Linked DNA regions of Macaca mulatta: region 1 is linked to region 2. The links are chromatin contacts, called in public Hi-C maps. All regions are on one chromosome and are shown on one strand. The core of a region is the stretch at or near the end of the contact, and the rest is flanking DNA. Distances in the headings are between cores, read along the strand shown.

Region 1 (6,569 bases), core at 1,502-4,001, 120 kb after region 2:
CACACACCACTGTGCCTGGCTAATTTATTTATTTATTTTTTTTTGAGACAAGGTCTTGCTATGTTGCCCAACCTGGTCTGAAACTCCTGAGCTCAAGCAATCCTCCTACTCTGGCCTCTCAAAGTGCTGGAATTAGAGGCACGAGCCACCATTCCTGGCTATTTTCATTTTTCATTCATTAACTTCTGGTTTAACTTTTGTGTGCTTTTTTTTTTTTCAACACTGACACATACAAATAAAATGATATGCATTGTTTTACATCTTGCTTTCTCTTATTTAAAACAGTATTTTGGGAAACTACTCCCTACCAATTTGTGGCAATTTTTCTTTCTTTTTATAAAAAAATAGCTGAAGAATATGCCATTGTATGGATGTACTACAGTTTATTTCATTAGTCTCTTGCTGTTGAACATTTCTGCTATTTCCAATAATTTGCTATTACAAAAATCACACAGTAGATAACCTACCTCTATGTTGTTTTGTGTTTTGGGAAGTGTAGGTTCAGGGTAGATCCAGGGATCTCAATTTTAGAAGACATCCCAAGTGATTTTGATGCACAGTCAGATTTGAGTACCACTGCTTACTATGTATGATAAAAATGGTATCCAGAAAGCCAGAATTGTTAACTTTTTAAAAAAATAATGAGAAAACAATAGGTAAAGAAGATTCTTATCATTCTAAATTCCTATCTACGCTATCCAATAAAATGCAATTGAACTATATGAATAGAAACTGAACATATAGTGGCTGGGTGCAATGGCTCACGCCTATAATCCCAGCACTTTGGGAGGCCAAGGCCAGCAGATCACTTGAGTTCAGGAGTTCGAGACCAGCCTGGACACCATGGCAAAACCCCGTCTCTACAAAAAATTACAAAAAATTAGCCGGGCTTAGTGGTGTGAGCCTGTGGTCCCAGCTACTTGAGAGGCTGATATGGGAACATCACTTAAGCCTGCTGGGAGGTTGAGGCCTCAGCGAACTGAGACGGTGCCAATATAGACCTGTCTCGGAAAAAAAAAAAAAAAAAGGGGAGGGGGAGTTGAACACCTGTGCTATGTGTAGTGTCTCACATCTGTAATTCTAGCACTTTGGTAGGCCGAGGCAAGAGGATCACTTGACTTTAGGAGTTCAAGACCAGTTTGAGCAACACAGTGAGACCTCATCTCCAAAAAAAAAAAAAACAAAAAGAGAGAAAAAAGAAGTTTAACATCTAGAGATCTAGAGTCGATTCTTGTGCCCAAGGCATCATGTTGGTAACAACAATATCCCATGTATATACACATAAGTGACCCAGATTTGGGAAGCCAATGATAAGTTGCAGTTTAGATATGCTGAGTCTGAAGTAGCCAAGGGGCATCCAGTAGTGACTGACAGTGTTTAGGCAGTTGTTTGTATGGTTTGGAGATCAGATTAGGCTGAGTTATTAGCATGTAGGTGAAGGATGATTGAGGAAAGGATTATAGAGCAAGAAGATGCTTAGGATGGAGCCTTGGGGAATACCAGTACTTACAAGGCAAGAAGAGGGGTCCAAGACTGTAAATAGCCAGAGAGGAAGAAGAAAAATCTGAGATGGCAAGCTGCAAAAACCCAGGCAGCAGAATGCTACAAGAAGAAAATACTCATCAGTATCAAATACTGCTGAGAGGTCAGGTAAAACAAAGGCTGAAAAGTATCCACTGGTTTTTGAAACGAAGAGGACAGTAAGTGTGACATTTGTCAGAGGAGATTCAATGTGGTGGAAACAGTAGTCATGTGAACGTCAAAGGAATTCAACCTCATATAGCCAATCCTTGGAAACACTGGTGTTTTGTCAGCTGCAACAGTATTTCTTTTAAAAGCAACAAAAGTGGGCATTTTTCAATTGGTACACAAAGGGAAAAAAATCATTTTTTGTATTTTCTCCTATTCATTTTTCTTAAATATTTGGTGCTGGTTGTCGTTTATGTATATTTAAATATAGCATAAGATGCTTTTGGATTTAGTAAATAGTGTATGTTTAGTTATTTCAGGATTATTATTAAGAGAATAATCCCAAAATAAACAGTATCAATACAGTAATGTAGTAATATATTTATGGTATTTCTTAAAGAGTATCAAGACTTTCAAGTACTATCCCCATCAAGTAAGAGAATCATAGCCCCAGAATAGTTTTTAAAACCACGTTCCTTTCTCTTCTATTTCCCTTCCCCTTTTCCTGTCTATACTCTGGGCTGCAAAGAGATGCTTTTGCCCCACTGTCAACAGGTAGCCCAGCTTAAATTTAAGCCTAACTTAAACAAGTATGGGAGACCAGGGCGTACTCACAGAGGAAAGGATGAAAAGAACTTTGAATGTCATCTAATCCAGTGGTGTCCAAATCTAGCTGAACATCAAAATGGACAGCCCGGAATGTACATTAAAAAGACAATTCTGGGTTCTTGCCCTAGATCCGATTCCAGAAGGGCATCTGCTATACTTTCGTTTTGGGGAGGTTGGGGTGGGGTTTGCTTTTCTGGGTTCTTCAGGCTCAGAAGCGGACTTTCTCCGCGTTCTTTCTCCGCAGGAGATGCCGTGCACTGGCGGTTCTGCAGGTGCGACGCCTGTCACTCCCCAGTGCTGATCTCGTCCCGGCATCTTCCTGATCTTCACCTCCCTGCACAGTGCTCCGAAACGAGCAGAAGCCCGGTCCATCTACCCGCCCCGCGCTCTCCCTTCCCCGCCCCTAATCCACCTGGCCCCGCCCCTTTCACACGCCCTCCTCACGGCAATTCCTGGAAACTTGGGGCGGAGCTTCGCTACCGCCCGGTTTTTGCGTAAGGGGCGGTCGCCAGGCCGTTCCCGGAAGTTGATGGCCTTACAGTAGTGGAACTGATTGGCTGATCATGACCGTGCAGTTAGCCAAGGTTTTTCCGAGTTGTTTGGGTTGAGTTCAGGAGAAGCATGGCCAGGTCGAGTCGGTACCTACGCCAACTTCAGGGACCTCTGCTTCCACCCAAGGATCTGGTGGAGGAGGACGAAGACTACCTAAACGACGACGTGCAGGAGGATGAAGACTCCGTGTTCGTCGACGCCGAAGAGCTCTGCAGTGGGGGCGTAAAGGCTGGCAGCCTCCCCGGGTGCATCCGCGGTGAGGAAGCCCCCTGCCCCGGGGATGGGGTTGGAGGGTCCAACGTAGCGCGTCCCATTCTGGCTTTGCCCTGAGCAAGGCACCCAGTCGCTGCTAACAGATTTAGCTTCTCAATGGTCTAGCTGCTTCATCCTACTTAGGGTAAAGTTTTAACTATAATAGTAGCAGTGACTTTAACTGAGCACATGCTATGTGTTAAGCTTGCTGTATTAATTATTCTCATTCTCTTATTCGTCCTTTGAGGTAGTTTTACACTACCTCGAGGAAACAGTGTATGTTGAGTCTCTATTTCCACCCAGAATCTGAACTTTTATTTTTCTTTCTGACCGCTTATCCTCAAGTTCTATAGCATGAGAACTTGTAACTATTAATCCTATATTGCCTGGAGTCAAATACGTGGTTCTTCCGCAGCTTCTTGGAAAAAGAAAACAGGCGGGGTGCAGTGGCTCACGCACTTTGGAAGGCCGAGGCAGATGGATCACTTGAGGTCAGGAGTTCGAGACCAGCCTGACCAAAATGATGAAACCTGTCTCTAGTAAAAAAGAAAAACAACAACAACAACAAAACTACAAAATTAGCCGGGCGTGATGTCGCACACCTGTAATCCCAGCTACTTGGGAGGCTGAGGCAGGAAAATTGCCTGAACCCAGGAGGTGGAGGTTGCAGTGAGCTGAGATTGCGCCTTTGCACTTCAGCCTGTGCAACAAGAACGAAACTCCATCTCAAAAAAATAATAATAGTAATAATAAAGAAAGAAAAGAAAAACAAAACAAAACACAAGGAACACCTCAGTGCACAGATGATTATTAACTAGTGTTAGTAACCTTGTGGTTCGGGTAAACCTTGTGTAAGTAGTTTCCTGTGCTATAAGATAGTTTTCTGTGCTGTAAGTTATACCCGTTATGTGTACTTTGTGACTGAGACTTAAAATATCTTAATGTGCAGATCAGTGCTGTTCAGTAGAACTTTCCATGATGATGGCAATGTTTTATATCTGCACTGTTTGGTATAATAGCCACTAGCCATATGTAACTGTTGAGAACTTGAAATACAGCTAGTGTAACTGAGGAGACAAATTTTTAGTTTTATTACATTTTAATTTAAATAGCCACATGTAGGTGGACAGTACAGATTTAGGCAGAAAAGTTTCAAGTATTTGTGGAGGGCTTAGTCATTCATTCTAAAGTATCATCGACTGGCTAGCATGTTTGGTGCTGGGAAAACCTAGAAAAATATAATAACAAGGTTGCAGTCTTAATGAAGCTTACCTTCTAGTGTATTAAACAAACATTCTTCAATCACAGAAGTAACTATAATGTTACTAAATGCTTAGAAGGAATGCTAAATAGTGCTTTGACAGGTTTTATACATGAGATTCAGGGAAGACTTTTCTGAGTCAGTGACAATTAAGCTGAGGTCTGTAGTAAATGTAGTCAACAGTAAGGGGGAGATCAGTTAAGGCAGATGGAATAACTTGAGTGAAGGGCCATGGCATTTTCAAGAAACTGCATGAAGGCCAGTATTGGCTGAAGTCAGAGTAGCAGAGAGGGGACTGGTTTTAGAAGAGGAACAGCAGACACGTGCTGTGTACTGTGCTTGCCTTTTGGAATACAAAGACAAACGAAACAGTGTCCTGTTTTAGTATTTACAGTGTAGTAGAGGGAGACAGAAAAAGAGGTAGGCAGAATGCAGTGTTACAGGCACCCTAACAGACATCTTTAGAGAGTGCTGTAGGGAGATAAAAGATAGTGGTAAGTTTGGTAAAACTTTGAGGAAATGGTTTCTAAATAATCTCCAGAGTTAACTTTTGTGGGTTTTTGTTTGTTTTTTTTTTAGTTTTAATTCCTGATGAAAACACACAAGAGACATGTAAAGTGTTGGGACGTTTTCCGATAACAGGTGCTTGGTGGAGAGTGAAGGTACAAGTAAAGCCTGTGGTGGGATCAAGGAGCTATCAATATCAAGTTCAAGGATTTCCGTCTTACTTTTTGCAGTCTGATATGTCACCACCAAATCAAAAACATATCTGTGCTCTCTTTCTTAAAGAGTGTGAGGTCTCCAGTGATGTTATTAATAAATTTTTAGCATGGGTAAATGAGGTATCAAACTACAAAAACCTAAACTTTGAAAATCTTAGGGAAACACTAAGAACTTTCCACAAGGAAACTGGAAGGAAAGATCAAAAGCAGCCTGCACAGAATGGTCAGGAAGAGTTGTTCCCAGACAATGAGATGAGCCTTCCTCTGGAAAACAAAAGTAAGTGTGATTGTTATCATCAAGTTTCAGTGAAATTGACATACTTAATGACTACAGTGTTTAAAATATTACCACTAGCATAGTATTCCTTTTAAAAATCTATTTGTTGAAAAATGTGTTTATGTTGCTTTTGGAGTATGCCATTGATATTTCAGGTTTCTCATCTGTAACATGATGGGATTATATGAGCCGATCTTTAAAATCCTTCCAGTTCCTTGCCACCTCTAAAATTGTGATTTTATCGCTTTCTCTAACTTTTGTACTCATAGAGATTACCTTGAATCATTAATAAAAAAAAAAACAAAATCAGTTGCTGGCCAGATGTGGTGGCTGCTCATGCCTGTAATCCCAGCACTTTGGGAGACTGAGGCAGGAGGATCACTTGAGCGCAGGAGATCGAGACTAGCCTGAGCAATATAGTAAGACCTTGTCTCTACAAAAAAATTTTTAAAAATTAGCCAGGTGTGGTGACACATACTTGTAGTCCCAGCTACTTGGGAGGCTGAGGCAGGAGGATCACTTGAGCCCAGAAAATGGAGGCTGCAGTGAGCCATGATTGTACCACTATATTCCAGCCTAGGTGACAGTGAGACACTGTCTTAGTTAAAAAAAAAAAAAAATCAGTTGTAAATTATTCTGTTTAAAGAGATAGAGAAGAACAACAAGGATATGAATAATATATTTAGGAAATACTTCAGTCCAAAATGGTTTCAAATAATTTTTAATATGATTTGTTATATGGGCATTCATATATATGGAATATTTCATTTCCTAATTGTATCAAATAAATTTGATGGTACATCAATGAATGACTTCAGTGACAAAAGATTATGATTATAGAAAATGATTATAAAGGTTACTACGTAAATTACTTATTTTATATCCTTAGCTTTAAATTTATATAATTGAGTCAGAATTTTTGTTCTGTTGTAGTGCAGACAGTAGGAAACAAAAGGCTAAGAAATCATTATTTAAGCATTTAAAGAACATAAATTTTGGTGTTAAACACAATGAAAACCATCTCAGTACAAAAGCAATTGTCATAATATGATCCAAATTGTCTTACTGGTTAAGGCAAATGTACTAATCTGTCTTTGACTTGGATTTCTTGAATTGGTTGTGCAAAATGAGAAAGTACTTCAAATCAGTCATTCTTTGGATTCATTTATGTTTTACTTTGTTCTTTTCTGATATTTTGTAGTTCCAT
Region 2 (5,964 bases), core at 692-3,191:
TAGCCAGGCATGGTGACCTGCGTTAGTAATGCCAACTACTTGGGAGACTGAAGTGGGAGGATCACCTGAGCCCAGAAGGTAGAGGCTGCAGTGAGCAGTGATCTCACCACTGCACTCCAGCCTGGGTGGCAAAGTGAGACCCTGTCTCAAAAAAAAAAAAAGGAAATTCTAACATATGCCACAACATGGATGTATTTGAAGACATTATGATAATTGAAATAAGCCAATCACAAAAAAACAAATACTGATCGTATCAGAGAAGCCAAATTTACAAAGGGAGAAAGTGAAATGGTGGTTCCAGGGACTAGGGGAAGGAAGCAATGGAGAGTTAATAGGTACAGAGTTTCAGTTTTGCAAGATTAAAAAGTTCTGGATATTCGATGGTGTATAAGTTTAGTCTAAAGTTATCCCTTTAAGTTCGGCCTAGGGGTTCTCGGTATATAGTGAACTATAACCTAACTGAATGTGTAAACAAGCTGTAACCTACGCTTGAACCAATCACTGAGTTTCAGCCAACCAAAGACGGCCAAGTGTTCAAACCATGTTCAAATAGGGCAAAAGCCAGGCTGTAACCAATCAACTGTTTCTGTACCTCACTTCCATTTTCTGTACATCACTTTACTTTCTCTCTCCATAAATTTTCTCCCACCAAGGGGCAGCACTGGTCACTTTGAACCTATTCTGGTTCCGGGACCTGCCCAATTCACAAATCATTCTGTGCTTAAACTCCGTTAGATTTAATGTGTCTAAAGCTTTTCTTTTAACAGTGCACAACCATGTGAATAACTTAACACTACTGAACTGTACACTTAAAAATAGTTAAGATGGTAAATTTTATGTTACCTGTATTTTACCACAATTTTTTTTAAAAAAGCTGAATTCACTTGCCAAAATAATTTCAAAATTCAATTCCAAAAATATAAATGCTAGGCACCAAGATTCTTGGTGCATCAGAACTATCTTCATCCTTCCTTTTCCAGAACAAGTTCTAGGCACCAAGATTCTTAGCACATCAGAACTATCTTCATCTTTCCTTTTCCAGAACAACTTCCAGCTGCCTAGACAGGCTGAAAGTCTGGGGCAGTTTCGGTGATCAAATGGCCAAACTAGAGCAGACAATGGCTTCCACGTAGATGAAGCTAAGGATTTTAAATTCAAAAATTTCTGCCCATTGGCTACTACGTAATAACTTAAAACATTGATACTGACTTAGGAAGCTTCTGTGTTCAGCAACTTCCTCAATAATACTCAGAAAGACCTGTTGCATTCTGGGCCCTGCGGACAGGAAATAGTGCCGTCAGGGAGCCTACAGCCTAGCATAGGACGGTAAATATAAACATGTAACGCGGCACCCCACAGAACAAAAGCATTAGGCCGCTGATTCCACTCGTGTGTACGTCACAGTGATCAACTGACTCATTTCCATCACGTTTCTTTTCACTTCAAGATGCCAAATTAAAGCTGCGGCGGTTTCCATCCGTCCCTTCCTACACCGCGGCGCCCGCTGGGGATCCGAGGCGCACAGAGGGGAGCTGCAAGTCTTCTGGGCCTGGGCCCTCCTACACCCGCTAGGAGGGGAGGGAGCGCCTCTCCCGACTCCCGGAGGAGGGCGCCAGTCCTCCGGTTCCCGGAGAAAGAGGGCAGGGAGCTCAGCCCTCTTTCTCCTGAGTCCCGGGAGACGGCCGCTGTCCCTCTGAAGCCGGAAGTCGGCTTCTAAAGACCGAGCATTGCGGACAAGCGGCTGGGAGGCACTGGAGAGGGGACAACGTACCCATTCGGATGTGCACGCTGGCGGAGGCCACGCTGCTGCCATAGTTGAAGTCGTCCTCGATCGAGGAGCAAGGGTACCGGGAGTCGGGGTCAGCCATGACGGCAACAGCACCCCTACCCGCCCTGGCCGAGCAACCGCAACCGCCTCCTATCCTCTTCCGCGAAGAAGAGCCCAGCCCCAACAAGTCGAGCGGCGTCGGCGGGCGAATCCCGAGCGAGTCGATTTTCTCGCCTCAAAAATTCCAGCTGGGCGGAGAAAGCGGGGATGGCTCCGAGTTAGGATGGAAGAGAAAATGGTTTACATTCCCGGCGTCATCTGAAGTGAAACTTTTCTCAGATTGTTCTCAACAAACTTTTTAAGTCCTCTCACCTGGAGAGTTGCTAGTGATAGAACCCATGTCCCAGTCACCCATCCACTCAACAAATACCCATCTCATTCATCCACTCTTTCAATAATCACACCGAGGATGCGTTTTTACCATTATTTTAAAATAATAATATATATTTATTGGGCACTTTCTATAAACTAGGCTTTCTGAATGAAGTAATATTTAATCCTGAAAGGCAAGTAGGGGCCAACCAGAGAAAGAGCAGTAATGTAGGCTGGTCCTCAAGCGACCAACCTCTGCAAAGAGGGAGATGGTGAAGCTCAGCTGGTGTAGGGGACAAGTGGCAAAGAATGAGGCTGGAGAGATAGAGATAAGCAAAGGCCAGATCATCCTATGCCAGAAGTAGAATACATTGAAGAGGGCCGTGACCAAAGGCAGAGAAAAGGGGATAAAGTTTTATTACTCTTAAGAGAGAGATGATGGTGGCAAATACAATGAATTAGAGTGAGTATTCATGATATTGTTGTCATTCCAATATAAATAGGTGTAGACATACCCAGAGTAGTGTCATCCTAGGGTCCCTTGGAATTGTTTTGGTGAGTTTACTTTGAGCTACCCAAATTGCCCAGTCCTCACCTTAACCACAACACCCGAACACTTAGCAAGTGGAATTCAGAACAGTTGTGGAACAGTGTATTCTGAAACTAAATCCTTAAACTTGAAGTCCTCAGAAGGCTTTGCCAAAATAACTAACCTCACTTCCATAATGACAAGAAAAACAAAACAAAAATAAAACTTTATCTTTTATGATTTTACATTTTACAAGCACATCATTTTAATTTGTTTTTGTTGGTTTGTTTTGAGATAGAGTCTCAGTCTGTCACCCAGGCTGGAGTGCAGTGGCACTATCTAGGCTCACAGCAGCCTGGACCTCCTGAGGTCAGGTGACCACACCCGAGTAATTTTTTGTGTTTTTTGTAGTGACAGAATTTCGCCATGTTGCCCATACTGGTCTCGAACTTGGGCTCAGGTGATCCCCCCACCTCGGCCTCCCAAAGTGCTGAGATTATAGATATGAGCCACTGTGTCCAGCCCCTCATTTTAGTTTATTGAATGGATAGGTGAGTGGGATATGGCCTCTATCACTTTAGTCACTCTCCAGGTGAGAGGACTTAAAACGCTTGTTGAGAAAAATCTGAGATAAGTTTCACTTCAGATGACACTGGGAATGTAATCCGTTTTCTCTCCCATCCTAACCTGAAGCCATCCCCTCTTTCTCTGCCCTGCCATAATAATGGAATTTTTTTATAGAAGACAAACTGGAGCTACATTGGGAACTCACCTTTGTATTGACTAAAAACAGCATCAGCAAAGTTTGATCCTCTACCTCTTACCAATTACAAAAAAAATAAATTCCAGATAGATTGTGGATCTAAATGTGAAAGGCAAAACAATAAAACTTAAAAAAAATGATACAGGAGAATATGATTTGGAGGAAGGCAAAGGTTTCTGAAACCAGATACAAAATAGCACTTAACTTCAAAGGAAAAGATTGACAAATTAAATTATATTAAAATTAGGAATTTCTAGTAATCAAAATATACCATAAGAGAGTGAAAAGGAAGCCATAGAGTAGTGGAAGATATCTGCTATACATATAACCTACATAAGGCTTCTTTTCAGAATATGAAAACAATTGTTACAAATCCAGACCAAAAAAAGAGTCAATAGAAAAATAGACAAAAGATTGGAACAGGAACCTAACACACACACACACGCACACACACACATAGCCAAGTGGCTAATAAATATATGAAAGGTTGATCAGAGAAATGTAAATAAATGCCAAAATGAGATATCTCTAAGCACCCACCAAATGATTAAAATTAAGAGGTTGATAATATCAAGCGTTGGCAAGACTGGATTATCTAGAACTCAAATAAGAGCTGACTTAAAAGGTGTGCAACCTATGCTATTGCACAGAGCCCTGGACTCAGAAGGACCCTGCACTTGGTTTAATGCTCAGCTGTCACCATTTTGAAATACTTAATAATTTTGCCTTCGAACATGTGTTTTGTAAGTGAAGTCTGAAAGTACAATGGAATATGAACATGAATAGAAGAGGTATGCACAATGTGGATGTCCACTGTTTCCTGCCAATCATTTGCATTTAATCATTTATCATGCCCCATGAGCACAGAATTCTGTTAGACCTGCAATGCATGGGAGTTAAGCTAGACTCAAAGCTAGTAAAAGATAAGCATGTCACACCTGCAACTTAGTAAAGGGAAGAGAAGAGAAGGCACTGACAGCCCCAAGAGGCCTAGCTTTCCTTACTGACAAGAACTTACTTTGAATGCAGAAGGAAAGCAATGCCTTTTCTTTTTTTTTTTTTTTTTTTTTTTTGAGACGGAGTCCTGCTCTGTCACCAAGGCCGGAGTGCAGTGGCCAGATCTCAGCTCACTGCAAGCTGCGCCTCCCGGGTTGCCATTCTCCTGCCTCAGCCTCCCCAGTAGCTGGGACTACAGGCGCCCACCACCTCCCCTGGCTAGTTTTTTGTATTTTGTTAGTAGAGACGGGGTTTCACCGCGTTAGCCAGGATGGTCTCGATCTCCTGGCCTCGTGATCCACCCATCTCGGCCTCCCAAAGTGCTGGGATTATAGGCTTGAGCCACCATGCCCAGCCAGCAATGACGTTTTAAGAAACATGAATGACCAAGGAATCTTTGCACATCTTTTTTTTTCTTTTTCTTTTTTTTTCTGTAATACGGTCTTGTTCTGTCACCCAAGTTGGAGGGCAGTGGTGCAATCATAGCTCACTGCAGCCTCAAACTCCTGGGCTCAATGGCTCCCCCCATCTTAGCCTCCTACTACAGATGCATGCCACCATGCCCAACTCATTTTTTTTTTTTTTTTTTTTTTTTTTGAAACGGAGTTTCCCTCTTGTTGCCCAGACTGGAGTGGAATGGCGCAGGTCTCAGCTCACTGCGACCTCTGCCTCCTGGGTTCAAGTGATTCTACTGCCTCTGCCTCCCAAGTAGCTGGGATTACAGGCATCAACCACTACGCCCAGCTAACTTTTTTGTATTTTTTGTAGAGATGGGGTTTCACCATGTTGGCCAGGCGGTCTCAAGTTCCTGACCACAGGTGATCCGCCCACCTCGGCCTCCCAAATGCTGGGATTATAGACGTGAGCGACCGTGCCCTAATTTTTTAAATTTTTTGAGACAGTGTCTTTCTGTGTTTCCCAGGCTGGTCTTGAGCTCCTGGCCTCAAGCAATCCTCCAGCCTTGGCCTCCCAAAGCGCTGGGATTACAGGCTGTCACATTCTTTTTTTATCTTTTTTTTTTTTTTTTTGAGACAGAATCTCACTCTGTTGCCAGGCTGGAGTGCAGTGGCGCGATCTCAGCTCACTGCAACCTCCGCCTCCTGGGTTCAAGCGATTCCTCTGCCTCAGCCTCCCGAATAGCTGGGACTACAGGCACCCGCTACCATGCCCGGCTAATTTTTTTGTATTTTAGTAGAGACGGGGTTTCACCATATTGGCCAGGATGGTCTCGATCTCCTGACCTCGTTATCCACCCGCCTCGGCTCCCAAAGTGCTGGGATTACAGGCGTGAGCCACCGCACCCGGCCCACATCACTTTTTACTTGTGTGCTTTCTCTGTAAATGTCAACCGCTTACACTCAAAATGAAGACACAGAAGGAAAAGGAAAAATATGGCAATCATAGTTCCTTTTCTTTTCAGGCTATCCTTTGCAATAAGCTAAAGTTAGAGAGTGTTGCTATAGTTTGCATGTATCAGGAAGTGAAATAAAAATAATTGATTTAGTTTTGTGTGACTTTTCCACAGTTCTTATAAGA

Evidence for each region. A called contact is a pair of places that touch in the nucleus more often than the background predicts.
Region 1: a Hi-C map of blood shows a contact between it and region 2, with 3 times the contacts expected there. The contact joins the promoter of HELB here to the promoter of TMBIM4 in region 2. A contact is called at or near these places in 2 of 14 Hi-C or Micro-C datasets (blood and cortical neurons).

Annotation. Positions count from the first base shown.
Region 1 is chr11:73,439,708-73,446,276 of T2T-MMU8v2.0, forward strand. It overlaps HELB (DNA helicase B), which reads left to right and starts at 2,752. Exons shown (of 13, transcript XM_015152214.3): 1 at 2,752-3,106; 2 at 4,943-5,362; 3 at 6,564-6,569. The coding sequence starts at 2,920.
Region 2 is chr11:73,318,568-73,324,531 of T2T-MMU8v2.0, forward strand. It overlaps TMBIM4 (transmembrane BAX inhibitor motif containing 4), which reads right to left and starts at 1,942. Exons shown (of 7, transcript XM_015152213.3): 1 at 1,772-1,942. The coding sequence starts at 1,868.